Regions from separate parts of the Mus musculus genome. Here all the other regions are linked to region 1. Evidence: chromatin contacts called from public HiChIP or PLAC-seq and promoter capture Hi-C data. All regions are on one chromosome and are shown on one strand. The core of a region is the stretch at or near the end of the contact, and the rest is flanking DNA. Distances in the headings are between cores, read along the strand shown.

Region 1 (2,700 bases), core at 42-2,541:
TTTTCATATTCATCACAAGGTGGTTAGTGGGAGGCTGACAGAAAAAAAACACACGTGTTCATATGAATATCACCATTTTCTTGCGATATGAAAATTGGACTCTTCCCAAACAGCAGAAAATCATAGATAAAGCATGTGTCCCCAGGGCAAGAAGCCAGCGAGCTTGGGTATTGGTATGTTGACGCACAGGGTGCTACTCTCAACTAAGGCACTTGAGCAGTTTCTGAATTGCTTCAAGTCCACAAGGTGCACCACGGTAAAGATAGTGATGTATAACCTATTTATCCAGCAAATCTTTTCCATAGTAACAAAAGAAAGTGCCACGAAAACCTGGAGCTTTTAAAATTCTCACTGGACATAGCTCGGCTTCCATTCACTCTCCACAACAATACCCCAAAGAAGCGCATCAGAAAGGACAAAAGATCTACAGAGCCATTCTCTGTTAAGTTTCCTGTTTCCCTTTGCACCACTTGGTATAAAACTTGGGCATCTCTCTGTATTCGCCATCTACTTCACTTCCTTGTGCGCCAGAAGCCAGTTCCACACCTGGATAACTGCGACACTCACCATGTGAGCGCAGGACCCTTCCAGAGTCTAAAGTCCCAGCTCTCCACTTCCTTCAGCAGGAAAACAGTGACATCTCTCACCCAGCAGCGCTGGGCTGGGGAACCAGTACTAAACCCAACAGTTGCTGAGAGTCTGATTCAGGTTTGAGCGCATCCGCTTTAAACACAAGACAAAGGCTGCACTTGGTCTTTCCTGGTGCGCGCCCTTCCCTGGGTAACTGGTACTCTCTTTCTCTCTCCAATCCACCCTAAAGGAAGTCACTGAAAGGAATTGCTTTCAGAGGGGTGCGGCTGCGGGTGTAAACAGCGCTGACTTGTAATCCACCAAAGGGGAGCTACCAGGACAGCACCCCGCTGGGGAAGCCTAGCAGAGAAGCCTGCTTCTAGCGGCTTGGGTACCAATTTAAGCAGGGAATCGGGACCTCCTGTGCTGAACCCACCTGGGCAAAGTCACCTGCCGCCTGGGCTCCAAGCTACTGTTGTGCCAGGTCTTGTGCTCTGGAGCACGGACAAGCCTCCCAGGACCACAAGCCAAAGAGGACTCTGCCCAAGGCTGATCAAATGGTCTTTACAATCACTCACCGGGGAGGGTAAAGTAGCTCAGGCCGGCAGGCTGCGCGCAGCCGGCATCCCAGGGCAGTGGCATCCTCCCATCCTTTGTCAGTGGCTGGCGGTGCACTCCTCAGCTCACAAACGTGCAGCCCGGTGGCAGGCAGCCTGGCTCTGGCTCGGCTCCCCAGCCCTCTTTCCTCCTCTGAGCCTCCTCCCCTTCTCTGTCCCCCTCCACCAGCGGCACTCACTGGGCTCCCATGATGTCATCCAGTGGAAATCTGCCATGCTCAAAAACTGGAATAATCCAGCACTCACATGGGGAAAAGCAGAGCAGGAAGAAGACACAACGGAGTCTTTACTTATTCCTAGAACCTAACAAGAACCTGTTTAGCTGGAGTCAAGGACAGGACAGAGTAGAGACTTCAGAAAAGGGAAGAGTGGGATGCACATGGTGGAGGCAGAGCCTAGATAAAACAGTATTTTCTGTTCTGGTGACTTTTAAATCAATATCTAAATTAGTGGTGAAAGGTAAGGGTAAGGAGAAAGTTTTCTTGTCGTTTTTGTTGCTGATATCCTTCTCTTGGCTTCTCGGGAGCTGAGGTTCTGTGATGATCCCTGTGCTACAGGCAAGAGAATGAAGACAACCTCCTGGAACACTGGAGCCTGGTCTTAGCAGAAAGTTCCTCCTGTCAGTTCCTGCCTTGGTGATGCGCAGCAAAAGTTAAGAGGTGATGAAGGGTGGATGATCTAAGACAGGAACACTGGAAGACCACTCCTCTGGGATTGGAAGGCACCAGCAGAATTTCGGGCTACCTTGGTAATACTCCCCTTCCATGCAATCACCAAAGACTAGAAGGTACTCTAGGGACTAGGGAACATCCTAGGGCAGCCTCTCTTGGCTTCCCCAAGGGTTGCCATCTAGGAGGGACACAAGTCACATAGTGTTTAACAAAGGTGTGATGTTGTTGTTTAATGTTCTTTATAACATTCGTAGGAGTTATATTACGGGCATCAAATTGGCCAAGTAGCCTTAATACTTTCAAAGCTCCATCAGTATTAATATACAAGCACAACCTACAATCTGAGCCATATGCTTACGTGAATCTAGAACACACATGTATCAGAAACTCTTGCTGTTAAATATCAGACCCCTTGGTGCTAGAGAGATGCTGGGTGGTTAAGAGCACTGACTGCTCTTGTGTGGGTTCTGGGTTCAGATTCCTAGTAACCACATTGGGAGGCTTACTGTCCTTCACCACACCAGTTCCCAGGGATACAATGCCCTCTCTTGGAATCTGTAGGCACCTGCACATTTGATTCATAAATAAGCATTCAGATGCACACACATATGTAAAATTAATAACTCCCAATAAAACAAAAAAATGCAAGACTCTAACATCTGAGTTTTTTTTTTTCCTCAGCTATCTATGCTTCAAGGAGTCTCTTGACTTTTGCAGGATAACTTGCCACTTCTAACCCCAGGAAGACATTGGAGAACAGCAGCAAGCAGTGTTGACAATGAAAGTGTACCTCCTGGGCACAGCATCTAGACTCTATTCTGTAGAGGTACACCTGCTGGAGT
Region 2 (2,700 bases), core at 63-2,562, 590 kb before region 1:
CAAAGTTTGGAGCTGAGACAAAAGAATGGACCATCTAGAGACTGCCATATCTAGAGATCCATCCCATAATTAGCCTCCAAACGATGACACCATTGCATACACTAGCAAGCATTTGCTGAAAGGACTGTGATATAGCTGCCTCTTGTGAGACTAGGCAGGGGCCTAGCAAACACATAAGTGGATGCTCACAGTCAGCTATTGGATTGATCACAGGGCCCCAGTGGAGGAGCTAGAGAAAGTATCCAAGAGATAAAGAGATCTGCAACCCTATAGGTGCAACAACATTATGAATTAACCAGTACCCTGGAGCTCTTGACTCTAGCTGCATATGTATCAAAAGATGGCCTAGTTGGCCATCACTGGAAAGAGAGGACCATTGGACATGCAAACTTTATATGCCCCAGTGCAGGGGAATGCCAGGGCCAAAAAGTGGGAATGTGTGGATAGGGGAGTGGGGCGGAGGGTATGGGGACTTTTGGGATAACATTGGAAATGCAGTTGAGGAAAATATGTAATAAAAAATATTAAAAAAAAGAAGAAAGAAGCTATCCACAGACAAGTGTCTACTTTTAGACTGACTTGACAAATTACCTGGGCATTTCAGTTCAGAGGAGTGCTGGATGCTAGCTCCAAACACAGAACTAGTAAATTAGTTGGAAAATTGAGAAGACTTAAAAAAATAAAAAGGGCAGTCCAGTGTTCAGTAGTAATATTAGAAGATGAAGAATACAGATCTTTTTCTTTGGAGCTTCTATCAGATAGGGATGGTATTTAAGACAGAACACTGTCTCATGAAGACAAGAGTGTTAACTAGGGCATTAAGAGATTGAACATACACTATTGCAAAGTTAATATTTAAGTAAGCAATAATCCTAAGATATAAAATGATTTGAAGTAAAAATCCCTACTCAGGTTTATATTTTAATATAGTGACTGGTACAGCTTGCTCTTGCCTTAGGTTCTGAAAGTAGCTGGAGATGACCTTTCCTTTCTGTCTCCAACTCCCAAGTTCTGGGATGACAGATGTACACCACCACACCTAGTTCCTACTTAGATCTGTTTAATTAAGCACATTGAGTTATGCTATAACTTTGTGCTTTTTTATGCATATAGAACATTATCCCAAGGTACTCGTACAGAGAGAGAACTTTGCTGAATCCTGTCTTAACATTTACAGTTTGTACGATTCCTATCCCAATTAAGCCCAATTTAGTACTAAACTTTAGAGACACAGTTCTCAACCAGTCATGATTTCATTTTCATTTGGCAATGTTTGGAGATATTTTTACTTGTCACAAATAGGGAGGAGGGTGCTACTGGCACCCAGCGAGCAAAGCTACCACGAAACATTCTGCAAAGCAGAGAGAAGCCTCACACTGCCTTGCTAGCTGTTCCTAAATGACAGTAATTCTGAAGGGGGAGAAACAAGCTTTCAAGTAATATGAAAATCCAACCAAAATGCTGCCTTAATCTATTCAGACTGCTCCAGCAATATACATTCTCAATGGCAGACTGGAAAAGCACACTTACGATCGAGAGTCTGAGTGTCTCTAGGGAGAAGTGACATGTGGTTAAAAACTAAGATATGAAGCCCTGCTGTGAATACAGGCAGCACCATCCAAGGGGCTGGGACTTGGGGGCAATGAGAAAGCAGAAGGGAGAAGCTGGCGCAGATGCTTAGCCTTCTGCTAGTGAGTGTGCTTTTTCTTGGTTCCCTAACTTCTTCAGCCTTCAATGATAGACTTGCGTCAGTAGCTCCCCAGGGTCTCAGACTGGGACTTCACTATTGGCCTTGTTCTTGGGCTTCTAGATCAAGAACAGAAGCTCCCTGGTTCTCTAGTCTGCAGTCGGACATAGAGAGACCATTCAGCTTCTGACTGCCCTAAACCAATCTAGTAGATTGCCTTGTAGATACAATTATATATAATTGTATATAGTTAATTATTCTGTTTAACTGTGAAACCCTGGCTATTACAACTACATTGGGTTATAAGCAACAAAAAGAAGACTCCTGCAGACCCCACCTATTCAGGACTCTGCTTCCTCCTTTCAGCTTCTGGACACCCTGCAGGAGGAAATGGAGGATTCAGAACCACAGCTGGTCCCCGACACTCATACCATTGAGCACACATTGCAGTAGGGCTAGACATGCACCTACACATCCCAGTTAGAATATGTGAATTAGATGTGCACATGTGACCTGAGATCCAGTAGAAAGGCATCACCTAGAGCTTTGTTAGAATCTGGGTTTTAATTCAGATCCACAGATTCACAATCCACATTTGCCACATAAACCTTGATGTGAATAATTTCATAGGTTCAAATGACCAATCTAAACCTTGTACATAAGTTATCTGCATAGAAAGAAGTCTTTAGAAGACTTTGCAATGGTGTTATGATATCAATAATATCAACTGGGCAGTGAGGAGAGGCTGACAGGAAATAATTTAATGGAAGAAATCCCTGAAAAGAGACAAGGATTGGCTTAGAGTACATTCATTGTCAGTGTCTAGACAACTATTTCTACATTTCATTTACAGTATTAAAAGATTCCTTATTAAGGCAGTGTTTGGTGTCTATGATAGACACAGGAATGACCAAGATAGGCCAGTTGGTTCACCTGAAGGCTCTAGAGAAAATTCCACCCCCAGCCTCATTCTTCATTAGACAGTTACACATTCCTTGCACTGGTAGGTCTAT
Region 3 (2,700 bases), core at 176-2,675, 870 kb before region 1:
TTTCACTGGAGTCTGTTGTTACAATTCCTGCTTTCACCTTTACTTTTATTAATTTGGGATTTCTTTTGCTAGTTTGGCTAGGGGTTTAATCAGTCTTGTTATTGATGTGTTTATAAAAAGATAAAGGGGGGATATATTCTGTGGAGGTGTAGTCAGGCATGGGGAAGGGGATGCCTCCGTGGGCCCACAGCCCTTCCCCCTGAGGGACCACGCCAGGTAACTGGGGGGGCAGAACCTACCTGGCTGTTGCCAGATAACTGTGTTGTGGAGCTTAGACAAAATACTAACAGTTGTCCTTTAACAAAAACGATTGCTTTAGCTATTCCTATGTATTGAGGGTTTTTTTGGTCTCTATTTCATTAGGTCCCGCTTTAATAGTGATCGATTGATGAATTTATTTATTTATCCAGTGATTGGGTTTGGGAGTGACTTCTTATTTCTAGAACCTTAAGATGAATTATTACTTCACTTGGAAACTCTCATTTTGCTTTATTGTAAATACTCACTTTCCTGTTAGGATGCTTTAGCTAGCTCGTAGAGTGCCTATGATTTTCATTTGTTTCTAAGAATTTTCTCCTTGATTTCTTCAGTGACCCACTGTACATTTAAAATTGTACCATTACGTGTCCAAGTATTTGTTTTAAGTCCTGTAGTTTCTCTTGCTGTTGGATTCTAGTTTTATTTCAGAGTTGTCTGATAGGGTCCAAGGAATCCATTCATTGTCATCCTCTTCCTCGCCCCCCCTTTCTCCCATATCCCTCTCCTAACACTCCCCCATACATCTCCTCTTCTCCCATCCCTTCTCCTCCTGATCCTTCATCTCCTCCCCTTTTTTGTGTATGTTAAATCCACTTAGTCTATGGTAATAATTTATATTATAATAGTATTTGAAATACTAACTTCTTTATGTCCCACTACAGATAGAAATTATACAAAAAAGAAAGTAGGGAAACTGTCAAAGTACCTTCAATGCGTAGCATGTACTAGGCATTTGATTAATAATTACTACGTAAGACTTTCTATCAAATTTTACCATGCTGTTCAAAAACGGAATAACAAGGCCGGAGAGACAGGCTTTAGATATAGAAAGAAAATGGTAGAGAAAATCAAAGGAAAAGTGAAGGCTGAATTTACACCATTCTGGGAGATGGGCACCTCTAGGTGAGGTAATGCTATCTCCTAACAAGTTGCTCGCCCATGGAGAGCTGCCTTCTGGCCGATACTCAAGGCCGGCCTTTCAGTCAGAAACAGAAGACAGACAGACTTCTGTTCTCTGAGCTCGACTCTCTCTCTCTCTCTACTCTCCCCGCCTTTGTGTGGCTCCCGGGCTGTAAAACAAGGCGGGCGGAAAAACATTACGTCTCAGTTTCTAGGGACGCTTTAGAGAAAGCACCAGCTCCTCCCCTTCCTGTCCGCCCCTATTTGTTTCCCCCGGGGCCCACGTGTGTTAGGGAAGAAGCGGACTTGAGAGCGGCTGCGCTGCCCTCTGTGAAATTGTCGCATCGGGACATCGCCCGGCCTCGGTGGCCAAGACATCGCCATGGTGAGCGGCCCCTTAGGTTCTCCGGGAGGCTCTGGTCGGGCGGCCGGGGAGTACAAGCTCGGACCCGGGAGAAGCCGGGACTCGGAGTGGCTGCGTGGGGCGGTGGTGGGCCCCCGGTGCTGCCCCAGGATCGGAGTGCTCCAGCGCGTTCTCAACTCGCTCTGGGTGGCGTTGTCCACGTCTCCCGGTTTCTCATTTTCCTGAGGGCCTTAACTAATACCGCTTTGTGGATCCACCCACCTCTGCCCTGGGGCAAGTGCAGGTCTCCCCTGCCCAGGGTCACAGCCACCCACGAGGTGCATCGGCCCGCAGCCCTTCTGTTCTGACTTTAGTCCTGCCTCTACAACTCCCATTCCTACCGGGCAACAATGCTGTTTTGTTTGCATTTTAAGACAGTAGTTAAGAGTGTTATAAACGGTTTATGTATAGCGATATAAAGAGCTCATTCACAGTATCCGAATTTATGTTTTTTTTTTTTTTCTTTCGAGACAGGGTTTCTCTGTATAGCCCTGGCTGTCCTGGAACTCACTTTGTAGACCAGGCTGGCCTCAAAGTCAGAAATCCGCCTGCCTCTGCCTCCCAAGTGCTGGGAATAAAGGGGTGCGCCACCACCGCCTGGCCGAATTTATGTTTATAACTGATTTTATGTACGTGTGGATATCGGAGAACAATTTGTGAGAATCTGTTTTCGCCATGTGTATGTTTGATGTTTAATCTCGTTTCTCATTTGCCCCACTATCCTCCATGTGTGTGTTCTTACGGCTTTAAGATTATTATTTTTTTATTCATAGCCAACCTCAGATGGGTTTCAGACTTAGACGTGCCTTCTCTCATCAGATTAATGAAAAAATGACCAATGTCTAAGAGAATTGTGTGAATGAGGAATTGATGAACATTTTAATTATTTGGAGAGTTTTTTTGAGATTATTTCGAGCTTTGTCTTAGCAAAGGAAAAGGGAAGGAAAGAATTACAGACAGAGATAACAAGTGTAGTCTCAAGTTGCAGTGTGGTTTATTCTGGAATAGTGATCTTCAGTAAGAATGGGGAGAAGGAGCTGTGTGAAGGAAATGCTGGAGAAGAAAGTTGGAAGAGATGGCTTTCTGTGCTAAAGCTTAGAACCAAGCTGATCTCTTTCAATAGGGAAAGAAACTCTATA
Region 4 (2,700 bases), core at 110-2,609, 670 kb after region 1:
GTGCCAGGATTAGTCTGGTTAGGGCAGCTACAAGACTGCCCTCCATGAGAGGCCTAAGTATTAAGTTTCCAAGTAGTAGTTGCTTTCCCATTTTCTCAGTTGAAAAATAACTAGATTAGTCCTGCTGTTAGAAACATATTTCATCAAGAAAATGTAACTAGCTACATCATCCTAGCATTAAAATGGGTTGAGTCAGGGAAGATAGGCAAATCTGAGGCCAGGTTAGGCTATATAATGAGTACCAGGCCAGCTAGGGCTACATAGCAAGTCTTAAATAAACAAATAAATAAATAAATGACTGCAGGACCCAAACACACAAGAATCTAAGCCCTTACAGTTCTGGAACCTTGCTATTATTAATTATTATTATTATTATCATTATTATTATTATTATTTTGATGTACTTTTATACTAAGACCATGATAATGTTTTTATTAGTTATTAGCTCAGGTCACTGTGCTAAGATAATGTCAGCCTTGCATTTCTCAAGGGCAGGAATTGTATTATGCCACTGGACAAAACAGTTTGTTCTGGAAACAAACGCATGTTTCCTCCCAAAGTGTTTCCCCCGCCCCACACCCAATTTCAAATAAATCAGTGTCTTAATGAGCTTGCAAACTCAAGATTTTTGCAACTGTATTATTCTATAATGGCTACATCATGAACTGGGCAACCGAATACTTTTTTTTTTTAAAGCAACCAAGCACTGTTCCTATCATGCCTACATTCAAAACAGCACATGATAACTGTTATGCGCCAATCTGCGTTTCCGGGAGATGAGAGCTACAAGTCCGCCCGAGGGATGCTGGAGGTTAGAGTCACTCCAAGTTCCGGGTGCTCTCCGACCAACGCAGGAGGGCCCACAGAAGCCGGGTCACCCGGGCTTGCAAGCCCGCCTGTCAGTCTCTCCCAGGAAGGACAGATCAAGCCAGCTCGCATCACGTGAAGCTCCCATTTCCGGAACCAAAGACGCGCACTGCACGTGAGCCGCCGAGTGAAGGGTCCCGCACGCCCACCCTGCCGTGTCCCTCCGATCGTTCAGGAAGACGTTCCCGGGGTCCGCGGTCCCCGCCCGTCGCGTCACCCCGCACCCTGCGTCCCCGATGGTCGAGCCGCTGCGGCTCTGGTTAGCTCCTAGCCCGCAGTCTCCGCCCCCTGAGCCCAGCACAGGAAGCCGAATGGCGGGGACAGGGCTCGGCGCCTCACTCACGTCCTCCAGCCGGCCGGCCGCCGCCATGACCCGCCGTCGCGGGCCGATGCCCCGCCAGCCTGACCTCTCCACCAGCGCCCGGGCGCCGACGGCCCGGGACAGTCGCACCTACTAGGACCTGCGCGCCCCGCCTCGGACACACCCACTCTGCGCTCGCCCCGCCCCGGCCGCCGAAGGCCACGCCCCTCCACCTAGATCAGCCGATCAGCAGCCAGGGGCGTGGCCCCCCCTGCAGACTCCAGCTTTGAGCTGCAGTGTAGCCCAGGCGGTTGTTTTGGGGTTTCCCCTAAACTGTTGCTTCATCCATTTATCAGAGATTTGGAAATTAAAGGATGAATTTCTCGAGCAACCATTTAAACCAAGTAAACTACTTCTCTTTAGAATATTAACTTATTTCTGTTGGCGCAATTTTTGTTTGCAACAATATAGATAGCTCTGTTTGGAAAAAGACGCAGTAAAAATCGCAATTCCACCTGTAGAGGGACTTAATTAGAATAGATTCCAATTTCTATAACACGATTTACAGATGTCTCCACAGGAAATTTCTGTAGTTTTTTTTTTTTTTTAAGGTATTCTGTTTCTGTTTTCCCCTTCCCCATCTCTTCTTTTTCTGTCCTTTGATTATTTTTGGTTTCAGTTTTGTTTTTATGAGACAGGGTTTCTCTACATAGCGCTACGTGTTCCGGAACTCACTATGTAGACCAGACTGAACCCTCGGAGATTCGCCTGTCTTTGTTGCCTAGTGGAATGCTCGGATGAGCCGCCACACTTGACCCAAGATTAAGTCAGTTCTTCCACTATGTGAATCCTGGACTTGACAGCAAAAGCCATTCATTGCCCAGTCCTCATTTTTGTAAAAATTAAAACAAAGTCTCAAGTAGCTCACACTGACCTAGAAATTGATGTGCACTGAAACGGGCCTTCAGTTCCTGATCCACTTGCCTTCACACAGTGAAATCTGGCATCGCTAGTGTGCATCATCGCAACGGATGAGTTGTTTTGTTTTATATACAAAGTATTTTTAAAATGCTTTTATTTTATGCATTTCAGTGTTTTATTTGCATGTGTGGCTATGCACTGTGTGTGTGCCTATTGCCCAGGGAGGCCAGATGAGACACTGGAGTTAGACAGTGGTTCTGGGAATCAAACCCAGGTTTTTTTTGGAAGAGTGGTTAGTGCATTTAAGCACTGAGCCATCTCTGCAGGCCAAGTTTTAAACACACACACACACACACACACACACACACACACACACACACAGAATCCAACTGGGGAAGTGGGTGTGGTGGCACACACCTGTAGTCCCAGGTCTTAGAGGAGACAAGAGAATCGTGATATCAAAGCCAGGCTTTGCTTTATAGTGCGTTAGAGGCAAGCCTGGGTTACACGAGATATCTCATGAAGAATGAAGAGAGATTTGAGGAAGAGTCCTCAAGGTCTGTGGTTGAAGAGGAATTGGAAGGCAAAGATGTCATCAACGCCGAGCAGAC
Region 5 (2,700 bases), core at 100-2,599, 890 kb before region 1:
GGGAAGGTCCGTCTTCTCCAACAGACACCCCGCAGTGGGAACCAACGAAGTTGATGTTGGTTTGAGAGATGGCTCCCATTCGGATCTGATCAAAGGCTCGGGTCAGGAAGGCAGCAAAGGTACTAACGAAAGCAATAGTTCGTCCTCGTGTGGCACACCCCAGGGCCACACTTACCATGTTTTGCTCAGCGATAAAGCACTCTATGAAACGCTCAGGGTGCTCTTTCTTGAATACTTCTGAAAAGGTAGAGTTTTTTGTGTCGCCATCTAGAACGATAACTCTTTGGTTAGATTGGCCCAATTTAGCCAGAGCCAAGCCGTATGCTTCACGAGTAGCTATCATGTCTCCCAGTTTGTAGACAGGCAGAGAGGTCATTTTTGTATTGGACATGCTGATCCTGGGCGAGTCTTCAATGGGGGGTTTCGGTGTGAGATTTCGGTTTGTCTGTATCCGATTCTCAATTAATTTGACAATCCCATCAGCTCTGTCTTTTGGCATAGGCTTTCCATGCCAATTTTCCGCATCCTCGACATTTGGAATACCTCTACCCTTGAAGGTCTTGGCAATCAGGGCAGTAGGCTTATTCTTGACTTGAGCTGCTTTCCAAAAGGCCTGGCAGAGAGCTTCAACATCATGACCATCCACCACGTAAGTATTCCACCCAAACGCTTGGCAGCGCTTCTCATAAACGGCTGTACAGTGCTCTAGGGGTGCTGTGCCGCTTTGTCCCAAGCGGTTCACGTCAAAGATTGCCACGAGATTGTCCAAGTTGTAGTGGGAAGCAAAGGCCAAGGCCTCCCAGACAGAACCTTCCGAGGACTCACCATCCCCCATGAGGCAGAACACGCGGTAGCTGGCCTTGTCAAAGTATTTGCCGGTGTAAGCCATTCCACAGGCAGCACCCAGTCCTTGCCCAAGGGACCCTGTTGCCACATCAACAAACGACAGTCGTGGGGTGGGATGACCCTCCAGGTCGCAGTGAATTTTTCGCAAGTTCAGCAAGTCCGATTCACAGATACGGCCCACCTCCACCCAAACCGCATAGAGGATGGGCGCGGCGTGGCCCTTGGAGAGGACAAAGCGGTCATTGTCCGGGTGTTCTGGGTCTGCCTGTTTGTACCTCATGGTATGGAAGAAGAGCACAGCCATGATCTCTGCCACACTACAGCACGACGTGGGATGTCCGGAGCTGCAGGCACACGTGGCCCTGATTGAGTGGATTCGCAGGCGATTGGCCACGTCCTGAAGCACCTGAAAGGTGTCCGACTCCAGCTTGGCATCTCTGGCCAAGGCCATGGCTGCAGGCAGCTCGGCTGCCGTACGAAGAGCAAGAAGCTCAGCTTCCTCAGTGACCTTTAACCTGCCAGGCGACCGTTGAGGAAAGTCTGCGCATGCGCCCCTGGTCTTAAGCCGCGCGCGCGTGCGCACACACAACCGCTTTGTTTTGCAGTGTCCCAATGTCCCAGCCCCCAGCCTCAGGAATTTTGATGTTTACTTTTTCACTTTCAGGCTCAACATTATTAAAAATAATTAAATGTTGCTTTACATCTCCTTGAGGCAGAAGTTCAAACTGGGGTAGATGTTCTCCTAACCATATATCATGCCTTAGGAAAAATATTTTAGGTACTATTGTGCCCTTTTACCTACTAACACTTCAAGTTTTAAAAATTCTTCCATTTTATTTTTTGTACATATATGGTTTTTTTTTTCTTGTATGTTTATTCACCACTTGTGTGGGAGGCCTTCAATCCCCTTGAGCTAAATTTATAGATGGTTGTGAGCTGCAGTTTGACTATTGGAGCTGGAATCCAGGTCCCCTGGAAGAGCAGCCAAACCGTCTCTCCGGCCCTGGTGTCTCAATTTTAAAGGGCATGTATTAATACAAATAAAATGAGTATGACAGAAAAGATTCTAAGATTTGATGAAGGACTGTTGAAGTTGGACAAGTTCTTTACGTAAATGAAAGTAGAAAAATTAAAAGACCTCAGGACTTAAAGAATATAAACACTAGGGGGGGAATAATCTCAGCTTCTAGTAACAATCCGCGGGGAGCTGTCAAGACAGCAGTTAAGGAACGCTCCTGGAAGCTCGCCCCTTATTTTGGCTGAAGAAATCCAATTCACATACCTGGTAAAAGCACATTAGCATAAAACTGAACTGTGAGGCAGAGCTCCCACGGGGAGGAAATGAGAGAAATAAGAACTACTTAGCATGTCTTTCAAATTCCCAAACTCTTTCACTCATTTAAATTGTGGCACAACATTTTCTAAGGTATTAAGTTTTTGACATTTGTAAAGGTCAGTTATGTTAAGCAAAGAAATTGGTCTTGGGAATTTAATACCCAAGACAATGAATGTTTCTCCTGTCATTCTGTGAGAATGTATGGGTTTTTTAGTAGTACATAGAGAATAACACTTCCTACATTATTTGTAAAAGTTTTATAAATTAATCTGATATTTTAAGACATTTGGAAATACATATACATATATGAGTTATTAATTATTTTTAAGTGGTTTAATATTTTAAAATGTATTTTAAAGTGTATAATCAATGATCGTTGAAGTATGAAGGACGCATCATCACTTAATAATGGAAAATTACCCAATATGACCATAAATATCATTTAGTTTAATAAATAAAACAAATCGATGAGAAATCATTTTATTTCCCCAATTTAGAAGGATCTATCAGAGCAACAA

The links. Promoter capture Hi-C pulls out the DNA fragments that hold promoters and counts their contacts. HiChIP or PLAC-seq counts read pairs in DNA pulled down with a chosen protein or histone mark.
Region 2: a promoter capture Hi-C map of hippocampal neurons shows a contact between it and region 1, with 7 times the contacts expected there. The contact joins the enhancer-like site here to the promoter of Marchf1 in region 1. A contact is called at or near these places in 2 of 39 promoter capture datasets (embryonic stem cells and hippocampal neurons), 1 of 115 datasets of contacts at active chromatin or transcription factors (forebrain) and 1 of 9 other capture datasets (liver).
Region 3: an H3K27ac HiChIP or PLAC-seq map of embryonic stem cells shows a contact between it and region 1, with 4 times the contacts expected there. The contact joins the promoter of Tma16 here to the promoter of Marchf1 in region 1. A contact is called at or near these places in 3 of 39 promoter capture datasets (cranial neural crest, hippocampal neurons and stem cell-derived epiblast-like cells), 1 of 484 Hi-C or Micro-C datasets (cortical neurons) and 4 of 115 datasets of contacts at active chromatin or transcription factors (astrocytes, embryonic forebrain and embryonic stem cells).
Region 4: a contact with region 1 is called in an H3K27ac HiChIP or PLAC-seq map of embryonic stem cells, with 2.9 times the contacts expected there. The contact joins the promoter of Tmem192 here to the promoter of Marchf1 in region 1.
Region 5: a contact with region 1 is called in a promoter capture Hi-C map of embryonic stem cells, with 3 times the contacts expected there. The contact joins the promoter of Tktl2 here to the promoter of Marchf1 in region 1.

What each region holds. Positions count from the first base shown.
Region 1 is chr8:65,616,631-65,619,330 of GRCm38.p6, reverse strand. Marchf1 (membrane associated ring-CH-type finger 1) reads right to left here and starts at 1,291. Exons shown (of 9, transcript NM_001293784.1): 1 at 1,149-1,291.
Region 2 is chr8:66,202,888-66,205,587 of GRCm38.p6, reverse strand. All of the region lies in intron 4 of Marchf1 (membrane associated ring-CH-type finger 1), which reads right to left. Among named protein-coding and RNA genes, the nearest start is that of Gm24205, 200 kb to the right of the region's middle. Within about 2 kb of position 1,312, at least 12 of the 459 cell types and tissues checked have an H3K27ac peak or open chromatin away from gene starts, as enhancers often do. A contact at or near this core is called in hippocampal neurons, where this site is marked.
Region 3 is chr8:66,485,255-66,487,954 of GRCm38.p6, reverse strand. It overlaps Tma16 (translation machinery associated 16), which reads left to right and starts at 1,425. Exons shown (of 7, transcript NM_025465.3): 1 at 1,425-1,543. The coding sequence starts at 1,541.
Region 4 is chr8:64,945,844-64,948,543 of GRCm38.p6, reverse strand. Tmem192 (transmembrane protein 192) reads right to left here and starts at 1,359. Exons shown (of 6, transcript NM_028427.3): 1 at 1,211-1,359. The coding sequence starts at 1,237.
Region 5 is chr8:66,510,389-66,513,088 of GRCm38.p6, reverse strand. Tktl2 (transketolase-like 2) reads right to left here and starts at 1,349. Exons shown (of 2, transcript NM_001271574.1): 1 at 1-1,349. The coding sequence starts at 1,297.